Linked DNA regions of Sus scrofa: region 2 is linked to region 1. The links are chromatin contacts, called in public HiChIP or PLAC-seq maps. All regions are on one chromosome and are shown on one strand. The core of a region is the stretch at or near the end of the contact, and the rest is flanking DNA. Distances in the headings are between cores, read along the strand shown.

Region 1 (6,112 bases), core at 1,767-4,266:
CCAATAACAATTTTAAACATTAAAAAGCTAATCAAAGAGATTTACCCTCTCTCTCCTCCCCTAAGGCTCTAAGCCTAGATAAATTACAAGTGAGTTCTACCAAGCTTTCAAGGAACAGATAGATATTCCTTGTTATACAAGTTGTTTCGAAAACCACAAAAAGGAGACACTGCCACCATATTTTATGAAACTAGAATAACCTTGATGCCATAACCAGATAAGGAGCCCGCTTTACTTTGCACACAGATTTGAAAATCCTAGATACAATATTAGATCTCTGAAAGCCAATGGTGTATAATTATCATGGTCAAAAACGGCATATTCCAGGAACATAAGGATTGTTTAACAACAGAAAAATCTATATGTGTAAATCATTTATTAGTGGATTAAAGGGGGAAAATCATATTATTACAGAAAAGTACAGAAAAAGCACTTGATAAAGTTCTATATGTCAGTAAAAACTCTCAACTAAGGATTAAAGTGAAATTCCTTACATGATAAAAGCTACATATCAAAAAGCTTTAACAAATACCATACTTAATGGAGGAATTAATTTATTTGAGCAAATACTCATTGATTACCTTCTATGTAATCAATAGTGAAAGAAACATTCTTTCACTTGCTTTGGATAGATCAGTGAACAAAACAAAGATCCCTACCTTCATGGAATTTACATCTATTGGTGGGAGACAGATGGTAAATAATAAATACGATAAATAAATAAATAATACAGTATAGTATATTTAGGAGGTAACAATTACTAAGGAAAAAGAAAAAGCTGAGCTTGGTAAGGAGTATTAGGATGTGTGTATATATGTGTGCAGGACATTTATTTTAAATAAGGTGGTCAAGTTGGCCCAATTAGTAAGGTAACATTAAAAGTATTCTTGGGTGTTCCCATTGTGGCTCAGAGGAAATGAATCCATGAGGACACAGGTTTGATCCTTAGCCTCACTCAGTGGGCGTTATCATGCGCTGTGGTGTAGGTCACAGACGTGGCTCAGATGCCGAGTTGCTGTGACTTTGGTATAGGCCAGTGGCTACATCTCCGATTCCACTCCTAGCCTGGGAACCTCCATAAGCCGCTGGTGCGGCTCTAAAAGACAAAAAGACAGAAAAAAAAACCAAAAAAAAAAACTTACCCTAATATTACATTTTCTCAAATAAGAAAACTTCATTCATGGAAAGTAATACACTTATGTACCATTAAAAAAAGATGCTGGAGTTCCCGTCGTGGCGCAGTGGTTAATGAATCCGACTAGGAACCATGAGGTGGCGGGTTCGGTCCCTGCCCTTACTCAGTGGGTTAAGGATCTGGCATTGCCGTGAGCTGTGGTGTAGGTCGCAGACCTGGCTCGGATCTTTCGTTGCTGTGGCTCTGGCTTAGGCTGGGGGCTACAGTTCTGATTCGACCCCTAGCCTGGGAACCTCCATATGCCATGGGAGCGGCCCAAAGAAATAGCAAAAAGACAAAAAAAAAAAAAGAAAAAAAAGATGCAGTCAATTATATCACACCATCATATTTCATAATACAAAACTATGAAAAAAGTGTCCAATTTCTGATTTTTCAAAGAAGTCAGAAATCTATGTTATGATGTAAAATATCATTTCATGACATTGGAAGCTAATTTTTTAAAATTAAAAACATTTGTGGGACTGTATTTATGTATTTCTAGAGGGACCCCGAACTGGAAGTTTGCTCTCTCTAATTACTAGTTTTGATTCTTTATTTGATAATTCTCAGAGTTCATCCTTCCAGAATTATTTAGGGCTGGTTATTCCTTTACCTGAATATAAATCTAGATTCCAGAATTTTTTACTTTCCTTGGTTTTCAGCTAAACATCTGTGGAATAAAGTAAGGAAAGCAGAGGGGAAAACTTTTTTAAAGAGTAGCATTTAATCTCATGGTTGAGGGCAGGCATGGTTTCCTCATCGTTTCAATGTCTGTCCACTTACATAGTAATGGAATCACGAAAAGAAGAAAACTAGTTAAACTTATTTTTACAAACATCTCAACAGGCAGGAAAATCACATACTTTGCTAAACAGCTTTGGCGGGGTCTGTAACCAATCAACAACATTCCTTTTTAAACTACTAGTTAGAACTACCAAGTATGTAAGCATGACAGTGCTCACTGTAAGAGTTGAGGAGCATCACTAGGTAAAATCATTAATTCATTAAGAGCTTTGATTGGATAGATTGCTGATAGATTTCATGACCAAGACAGCAGTATTTCTCAAAGTGTTGTGGGGCGCCCTTCGATTTTAGATTCACTTGAAATGCATATTCCTGAACCCCATTATATAAAAAATTCATAATCTGCACTCCGATTTAGGCCAAAGTCATACCTATGCATACTGAAATTTGAGAAACACTACCCTAATATACTCTATCTAGAGAGGGTTTTACAATGTCACTAATAACTGAACTGACAGGCATTCAGAAGGCAACCTGAGCACATCACAGGTTACAAATACGGCACTCAGTGTTACACATATTCCTCTGGTAACCAACACACACACACCCCATCTCACCAGGGGGACTTTACTTCTCTGTAAAAAGATATCCTTATTCACACTCTGCCCTCCATCGCCTTTCCCACTCTAGAGCGCTCTTTTTCGAGAATTTTCTGCTCTGTGCCCTCCCCTTTCTCTGCCAGAGTCTCTCCACATTAAACCAACCTCCAACCCGACCCAGGCCGTCCTTCACCCCAGACCACCCGGTGCCACGGCTTCTCTTTTCCCTCAGGCCTCTGAATCCACCGAGCTAGCATCCGGCTCCCTTCCACTGTTCGAGGATCATCCCCACCATCCACTCTCCGCCGTTTCCCTTTTTCATTTCCAATCTTCTCTCGGCTTTGGCTACGAGGCCTGGAGGGTACTCACCATTCCGGCGGTTGCTACTGTCACTGCTCTGGTTGCTAGGGCCCCGCCGGGGTCAGTGCGCACGCGCACTTCTCGGAGCTCGCCGCGGATCTCTACCCCGGCAGCGATCTTTTCTCTCCGCCCTCAGGGTGGCGCGAGCGGGGCATTGTGGGACTGCGCGACCTTCGCCTGGGTCCTCCCGCTCCACGGCTGCCTGCTTCCCAGAGACTGCAGGGCAGCTACTGGTGACGTCAGGAGGGCTCGGCAGCTTAACTTCGTAGAGAGGTCAAGAGATGGCTTTTTCTGTTGTGAAAGTAATTTCAGCTAATCTAGAGTGACGTACCTGCCTACATTTTAAAACTTTAAAACCTCCCAGTAACAATTGCCCCTCCCATGAAGGAACTTTAAAAATCCATTGCCCTTGCAGATTGCCCTTCCCGTTTCTTGACTCCTTGCTGTCATTCACTTGGCCGTCTGACTGAGAATACCTGGACGCGGCTGAATTTCTTCAGTTAGCTTCCCCCAACCCCTTAAGGCGGCCGAAAGCATGAAATGTTGGTTTTACATAACCAAGGTTTCCTTTTTTTACCCCCAACTATCAAATTAGCCAAAAATCGTAAAAATACCCAGAGTTGCTAGGGGTATGGAGAAGGGGGGACACATACATACACTGCTGTTTGTAATTGATAAGCCTTTCCCGAGGCTGTTGGCAATAATGTTTTAAAAGCTTTAAAAACTTTTGCACTTCTATGACCCTGCAGTTCCACTTCTGGGACTTCATCCTGAAGAAATAATCAGACAAATGCACAGAGATATACATTCAGAGTTTTAATAGCAGAAAGAAAACCCAATGTCAACAAAAGAGAAGAGGTATTATTAAGCATCCAAAAAGTGAAATAAATACTTCCATTTAAAATGTTGCCGAGGGAGTTCTCTGATGGCCTAGCTGGTTGAGGCTCCTGTGTTCTCTCCACTGTGGCTCTGGTTGCCGCTGTGAGGCCTAGGTTCAATCCCTGGCCCAGGAATTCCCATATGCTGCCTGTGTGGCAAAAAAGGGAGAAAAAAATACAAAATAAATAAAAATTAACTGTTGCTGGAATGCATCTATTCACATGCAAAGATAGTCATGATGTATTAAAATGCAAGTTACCAAACAAAATGGTATCATCCTCTTAAAAATTACACATAGCACACCATATATACGTAACTGAAAGGATATCATGAGTGTTTAATGGCTGTTATGGACTGAATTGTGTCCCCTCAAAATTAAGGTTAAATGAGACCATAAGTCTGGGGCTCTAATCCAATAAGGACTACTGTCCTTATAGGAACAGGAAAAGACACTGGGAATGGTATGCAAAAAGAAAAGGCCGTGGGAGGACACAGTGGGAAGGTGGTCATCTGTAAGCCAAGAACAGAGGCCTCACCAAAAACCAAGCCTATCTGTTCCTTGATCTTGCATTTCTAGCCTCTAGAACTGTGAGAACAAACTTCTGCTAAGCACCCAGTCTGTGGTATTTTTATGACTTGCAACACGAGCCAACTAATACAATGATTATTTTGCTTGTCTGTTTTCTTTTTTGGTTTTGCCTGAGGTATGTGGAAGTTCCCAGGTCAGGGACTGAATCTGCACCACAGCAGTGACCCAAGCCACTGCAGTGACAACACCAGATCCTTAACCTAATTTATCTTCCTGTGCTCTGTGAGATGCTACATCACCATAAGCAGAGCCCTTCCAAGGCCTGCCATCCTTGCTCATGATAAAAAGGAAATGGGCACTGGCGTTTTCAAAGGGCATACACCTTTCCCGATAGGCTGGATCCAAGGGGTCTTCCATTGTTTCTTTAACATCATATACTCCTGAATCAGTGACAGAGATTTTGTCTAGGTTAAAAGGCAGTCCTGACAGGATTAATCTACCACATGTACGGGCAGTAGTTGTGTTAGAGATGCAGTCACTGATGCTCACAACTGCAGCTGTATTTGGGAGAAACCTTGCCACAGAAACACCCACTCTGACTTTTTGCCAGAACCAGTCGCTCCCATGTTTGGACCTTTGACCTGGAGATTGAACAAAAAGAAGACAAATAGTTCCCTTCGTGGTGCAGCAGAAATGAATCCCACTAGGAGCCATGAGGTTTCAGGTTCGATCCCTGGCCTCACTCAGTGGGTGAAGGATCCGGTGTTACTGTGAACTGTGGTGTAAGTTGCAGACAAGGTTCAGATCTGGCATTGCTGTGGTTCTGGTGTAGGCTGGCAGCTGTAGCTCCCATTAAGCTCCTAGCCTGGGAATCTCCATATGCTGCTGGTGCGGCCCTAAAAAGACAAAAGACAAAAAAAACTGATTTGAAAATTGGTAAGACTAAATCCTATATCTCCAGGATTCTTTTATACATCATACAAAGATATTATATAATTATATAATTTTTAAAAAGATACTATATAATTATGACTATATTCCCCACAATGTACACTTCACACCTGTGATTCATTTATCTTACAACTAGAAGTTTTCACTCCTTAATCTTCCTCACCTATTTCTCCTCCTCCCTCTCCCCCTTGGAAAACACCTGCTTGTTCTCTGTATCTATGATTCTGTTTCTGTTTTGCTATGTTTGCTCACTTTTTTTTAAGTTTTAAGTATAGTTGATTTACAGTGTTTTGATAATTTCTGCTGTACAACAAAGTGATTCAGTTATACATACACACACATCCATTCTTTTTCAGATTCCTTTGCATATAGACCATCACAGAGTATAGGGTAGAGTTCCCTGTGCTATACAGCAGTTCCCCATTGGCTAGACATTCTATATACCACAGTGTGCATATGGCAGTCCCAAACCCTCAATCCACCCCTTTACCTATCTGTCCCCTTTGGTAACCATAAGTTTGTTTTCAAAATCTATGCATCTGCTTCTGTTCTGCATAAATTCATTTGTATGCTTTTTTTAGATTCTACATATAAGTGATATCATATGATGTTTGTCTTCCTAGGTCTGACTTACTTCACTTAGTACGATAATCTCTAGGTCCATCCTTGTTGCTGCAAATGTTATCATTTCGCTCTTTTATATAGCTGAGTAATACTCCATTGTATATATGCACTGCATCTTCTTTATCCATTCTGCTGTCAATAGATACCTAGGTTGTTTCCATGTCTTGACTGCTGTAAATAGTGCTGCAATGAACACTGGGGTGCATATATCTTTTCAAATTATGGTTTTCTCGGCCTAGACACCCAGGAGTG
Region 2 (6,275 bases), core at 1,403-3,902, 200 kb before region 1:
ATTTTCATTTTTAACTTATTGCTACATATTGCCATGTGGATATCCATCTTACATGTAAAAAGTCCAAAATCTAGACTGTCATCTTGCCCACTAAACCTGTTCTTCTTCCTGTCTTATCCATTTCAATTACTCCCTAATTTTCCTCCCACTCAGCTGCAAATTTCAGGGATTGAACAATCTCTCTCATCCACCATATTTAAATAACCAGTGGTTCTGATTCCCCCAAATGTATTCCTACCATAATGCTCTGCTTAGGTTTTTCATTATCTTTCAACTATACCATTAAAAAAAGGCTTCGGAGTTCCCGTTGTGGCTCAGTGGTTAAAGAATCCGACTAGGAACCATGAGGTTGCGGGTTCGATCCCTGCCCTTGCTCAGTGGGTTAAGGATCTGGCGTTGCCGTGAGCTGTGGTGTAGGTCGCAGACGAGGCTCGGATCTGGCGTTGCTGTGGCTGTGGTATAGGCCGGTGGCTACAGCTCTGATTAGACCCCTAGCCTGGGAACCTCCATATGCTGCGGGAGCGGCCCAAGAAAATAGCAAAAAATACAAAAAAAAAAAAAAAAAAAAAAGGCTTCTAACTGGCCATCTTGCCCATAAAATCCCTCTTTCCAATCCATCTTTTTTTGCAGACACTCGAATAATCTTTCCAAAACACAGGAATGCTTATGTCACTCCCCTTACTCAAAGTTAAGTGCCTTGGAATAACAAGTCAAGTCTCTAAGCATGGCATTTGAAATATTCAACGACAAGCCCCCAAATACTGTTCCAGTTGTGGCATCCACTATATTTCTCAATGAACCTTTACTCCAGGTACACAATGGATTGGCTACTAAATGAACATTCCAACCTATTTCAGTGCTCAATAGTAGTTCTTCAGTAATAAGACCCTCCAGTAATAAAATTCTCCAATCCAGTTATGAGCTTTTGAAATCCTTTCCAGGCTTTAAAATCCAACTCGAGGAGTTCCCATCGTGGCGCAGTGGTTAACGAATCCGACTAGGAACCATGAGGTTGTGGGTTTGATCCCTGGCCTTGCTCAGTGGGTTAAGGATCACCTTATCCAAGGAAGGTTGCCATGAGCTGTGGTGTAGGTTGCAGATGCGGCTCAGATCCCGCACTGCTGTGGCTGTGGGGTGGGCCAGCAGCTGCAGCTCTGATTAGACTCCTAGCCTGGGAACCTCCATATGCCGGGGGAAGCGGCCCTAGAAAAGGCAAAAAGACAAAAATAATAATAATAATAAAAAATAATAAAAATAAAATAAAATCCAACTCAAATGCCATCCTCCATGAAGACTGATCCCTTTCCCCCAGTCAGAACAAAACTTCCTTCCCTCTATGTTCTCACAGCACATAGTTTAACTTCTCTTTAGCAATTATTTCATTTTGCCTTGGGTATTAGTTATCTACCTGAATATTTTTTTTCAATGGTTAAGGTTCAAAGAATTTATTCATCCTTCTCCCATTAACTTAGCAAGATGCTTTGTACAAACTAAGCATTCAGGAAATATCTCCTGAATGAATAGGTAGGCCCCTTCATTTACAGAGGGGGAAAAAAAGGCGCAAAGTTAGCGACTAAGTAACTTGCCAAAAATTAGACATCCACTTAGATGCAAAACTTGAAAAACTAGAACCTAAATCCTTTGACTGCAAGTTAGTTGACTTTGTTCCACATAAAGATAACACAAAGTAGAATTTCTCACTCCTTAACAATAACAAAATGCCTTTGGCTTTATTTCAAAATGTTTCTTTTATTCTCTTAGCAAATATATGTTGCACGGACCCTTGTCCCCAAAGTGAGAGAAAAGCGAAAATTCTTAAGTTCCAAGTTAATAATATTTTACTTTCAAATTGTTCCTAAATGCGTTTCAGAGCCTCGTGCGGAAGTGGGATAAACTTTAATAAACTAGTAGAATTCTTTCCCATGAAAAAAACTTCAGAGGATAAATTCTACCTGCTAAATGAATACAGGCTGTAAACACTCACAGTCCACACCCTTGCCCTGAAATGACAGGCGAAGAAGAAACCAGCGGCCCAGCCCCTTGGAATTGGCAGCCTTCCTTCTTCCAGACACAGAAAGCAAGTGGACATAAGAAAGAGGGTGCATCTGGACTGAAACGTCCAGGGCAGAGTCCCCCTGGCATCCTCATTCACCTATTACAAATGGCCTAGTGAAGGGGCCTAAGGTCCGTGGGCAGGCCCCGCTTAGGGGGCTGTCCGGGAGCCCCCGCCCCGGCCCCGGCCCCGGCCACTCGCTGACTCGAGCTATCCGGGTTTGTGTTGTTCCCCCCATCCCCAAAACCAGGCAAAGGAGCCAAAATGTAGGCCCCAAAAACCCGCGAGAGGAAGAGCTGAAGCTGTGGGGCTTCAGACCGGCCGCTCCCGGTAGCGCCAGATCCAGGTGGGTGCCCCTGGGGGCGGATTCCCAAACCCCTCCGGGGTCGAACTCGGCCCGAGCTCCCGAGGAGCCGGCACTGGCGCGCTCCCTCTCGAGAACCGTCCAGCCAAGCGGGTGCGGTCGGGCCCACCCTAGAGCTCACCTTCCTGTCCCGGGCAGCCGTCCGTCCGTCACTCGGTCTCGAATTCCGTCCACACACAGCGTCTTCCGGCTCCCGCCGGAAGCAGCTCGACCGCGGGACAGGAAGTTTGGCCGCCCCCCACGCACACGCCCACTCGCTCGCCTCCGAGTCCGGTGATGGCCGCCTGGCCAGGGGTTCTAGCCCGAGGGCCGCTGGCCTGAGAGGGCCAAGCTGGTAGCGCAGGACTTGGTTCTGGGAGGGAAGGAACTGGGTCTCCCGCCTCCCACTCATTCCCTCTCGGCCTTTGGAGCTCCTTGGTCTGCGAAGCCCGAAAAAAACGGATCGTTAAAGTCTAGCCGTGACGTCACTGCTTCCCTGCTGCAGCGGACGGGGTAGTTTTTCCTGTCAGCTGAGATCAGTACAAGTTCCATCGGAGGCAAGCAAGAAGGAAAAGATCACCACTTAAATATTTATCAAAGTTCTCAGTGAAGAGGACCTCCAAGCTTCACTGCTGGAGAAGGGAACTTGCAGAATCTAGTTTTGCATTGCATACTGCTCGCAAGAAGAATTGAGACTTACGTGTATAACTTTTTTCTGCAATGTGAATTCCCCAGAGTCTGGGTTCTCTCAGTACATTAGGATGTAACGAGTTCTCGGATATCCAGACGGAGGCTAGAACACTTGAGTTTCAGGCTGGGTGCTACAACTTGTTAGAGCTTTATGTATTTGACTTTGTGAAGTTACTTTTTTGAGTACTTGCTGTGTGCCAAAGGATGAGGGAGGGACTCAACGAGGATAGTGGCAGTGGGAATTAAAGGCGTCTCTAAGAAGGATAGATACCTACTTTCAAGGATAAAGGCTAAAGAAACTAGAGAGGTAGTTTGAGTACACAAACAGATGGTGATTTATAAACAAAGAAGCAACACGTTTCAAGGGAAGATAATTCCTCTTTAGATAAGTAGAGTTTATCTATCCTAGGGGCCTATAGGATATTTACTTGGAGGTAAAGGTCCCTAGCTCAAGAGGTCAGAAATAAGATAAGAAGTTGGAGAGCTCCCTATGTAGCTCAATGGTTAATGAACCTGATTAGCATCCATGAGGATGGGGGTTCAATCCCTAGCCTTGCTCAGTGAGTTCAGGATCTGGTGTTGCTGTGAGCTGCAGTGTAGGTCAAAGACATGGCTCAGATCCTGCATTGCTGTGGCTCTGGTGTAGGCTGGCGGTTACAGCTCTGATTGGACCCCTGGCCTGAGAACCTCCATATGCCACCGGCCGTATGTTGTAGGTGCGGCCCTTAAAAAAAAGAAGAAGAAAGATATAAAATTGGGAGTTATCAACATACAGACAAGAGATGAAGCCCTCTCTAGGGATGAAATGGTCCAGGAAAAGTATATAAAACAAAGACGTGAAGGCCACTGAGGTTAACTGGAGTGACTGATTACTAACATGGTTCGAATCTACACAGAAGTATATTGCAGTTTGTAAATAGCTGACCGTAGACCAGCACAACAGGGAGTTCCTGTCGTGGCTTGTGGCTCAGCAGTTAACAAATCCGACTAGTATCCACGAAGATGCAGGTTCAATGCCTGGCCTTGATCAGTGGGTTAAGGATCCTGAGTTGCTGGATCCTTAAAAAAACCAGCACAACATTCAGGAAAATAGCCTCAATTTTACCATATTAAAAGGTTGATGACAATTAATAAAACAAACCTCTTATTTAGAAGTACATTAGTAGATCTTTAACATTCATGTTTACAACTATTGTTAATTTGCTGTCAGTCCTGTCATTTTCTGGGGTATTTGTCCTTTAAATCTTTTTCATCACTTAAAACTCAACGTGATGTCTATATCTATTTGTCCTCAAAATCTTCTTTTTTTTTTTTTTTGTCTTTTGTGTTTTAGGGCCACACTCTTGGCATATGGAGGTTCCCAGACTAGGGGTCTATGCCACAGCCACAGCAACAGCAATGTGAGATATGAGCCATGTCTTGCGACCTACACCACAGCTCACGGAATGCTGGATCCTTAACCCACTGAGTGAGGCCAGGGATCTAACCTTCATCCTCGTGGAGACTAGTCGGGTTTGTTAATCACTGAGCCATGACAGGAACTCCAGTCCTGGAAATCTTTGTAACTATTTGATAGCATGTGCCTGCTAACCAAAAATAAACATATGCTTTTATCAGTATATATGTGAATTGGAGTTCCATATATATATGAATTTTTAGGCAATATAGTGAATTAATTAGCAAAACACAAGTAGGTCATCTTCTACAGTAAATCTAGACCCTCCATCAACCTAACTAACCTTAGTTACTTAACTTCCCATACTACTCCCAACACAAAGCCTTTGCTCTCTTATCCCAAAAAGTGCTCCATAAGCTCTGGATTCCTCCAGGCCCCTACACACACATACTCTGCCATTAAGCCTTTCTCACATACAGTATGGAAAGACTATCCCAATTCTACCCTTACATCAAGTTTCAGTTGAAGAATTACGCAAAGCATTTCCAGGTCACTATGTGCTTTCTCAAGCATTTTATTTAAATAAAAGCCATTAATTAAAAAAATCTATTTCATATGATCTATTAAACATACCAAATCTCTAGTGATTTCAGAATATGATAGAAATATCATATTTTAGCAAAAGAAAAAAAGTAGATCACAATGAATTCAATTACAAATAACTGGATGTAGAGTACACATATAATATTGAGGATACAGGAAAGAATTATGATGTGCAACTAAGAAAATACCACCTATGGTCACATTTAAATCAAAAGTTATCTGTACTCTTAAGATTTTTTAATGTATCTTGAACAATCTTCTTTGTGCAAATGGAAATAAATCTGTATTTCCTTTACAAAGATATCTGTAGAGATTACAAAGAGGTTTCTTTTGAGATGCAAACTATCTGCTTTCCGATGTTACCACCTGTCATCATGGACTGGAATGCAGCTGGAAAGGAAAAAAACTAGGTTATCTGAAAACATAAGTGTCATTATACATCTTTACCATTATGTCAGGCAACATTATTAATTAGAATAATTTCTTCAATAATTTTAAGTATAGAAGGAAAGCGTCATGAAAAGAAACCTCAAGTATAACACTGGCAAAGTTACAGGAAAAACTAACCCAATTAACATTTTAAAGATTTGTTTTTACCTAAACTAGAAATGTTTAATTTGTATCTATATCCATATTCACTGTTACAGAGTCTGAAGACTAGAGGCAAAAAAGTATGAGTATAGGAGTTCCCATGGTGGCTCAGCAGTTAACGAATCCGACTAGGAACCATGAGGTTGCGGGTTAGATCCCTGCCCTTGCTCAGTGGGTTAACGATCCGGCGTTGCCGTGAGCTGTGGTGTAGGTCGAAGACGCGGCTCGGATCCCGCATTGCTGTGGCTCCGGAGTAGGCTGGTGGCTACAGCTCCGATTAGACCCCTAGCCTGGGAACTCCATATGCCATGGGAGCAGCCCTCAAAAGGCAAAAAGACCAAAAAAAAAAAAAAAAAAAAAAAAAAAAAAAAGTATGAGTATAAACATCAGCAAAAACAATTTTTTTTTTTGTCTTTTTGCAATTTCTTGGGCCACACCCAAGGCATATGGAGGTTCCCAGCCTAGGGGTCTAATCGGACCTGTAACCACCGGCCTACGCCAGAGCCACAGCAATGCGGAATCCATGCCAAGTCTGCAACCTACACCACAGCTCACGGCAACACCGGATCCTTAACCCACTGAGCAAGGGCAGGGATCTA

Evidence for each region. HiChIP or PLAC-seq counts read pairs in DNA pulled down with a chosen protein or histone mark.
Region 2: an H3K27ac HiChIP or PLAC-seq map of alveolar macrophages shows a contact between it and region 1. The contact joins the promoter of ZNF410 here to the promoter of DNAL1 in region 1. A contact is called at or near these places in 1 of 5 promoter capture datasets (fetal liver), 1 of 47 Hi-C or Micro-C datasets (heart right ventricle) and 1 of 2 datasets of contacts at active chromatin or transcription factors (alveolar macrophages).

What each region holds. Positions count from the first base shown.
Region 1 is chr7:96,996,430-97,002,541 of Sscrofa11.1, reverse strand. DNAL1 (dynein light chain 1, axonemal) reads right to left here and starts at 3,016. Exons shown (of 8, transcript XM_001926259.5): 1 at 2,887-3,016. The coding sequence starts at 2,889.
Region 2 is chr7:97,194,351-97,200,625 of Sscrofa11.1, reverse strand. It overlaps ZNF410 (zinc finger protein 410), which reads right to left and starts at 2,652. Exons shown (of 13, transcript XR_002346015.1): 1 at 2,539-2,652. It overlaps PTGR2 (prostaglandin reductase 2), which reads right to left. Exons shown (of 10, transcript XM_003128657.4): 10 at 5,033-5,475. The coding sequence ends at 5,399.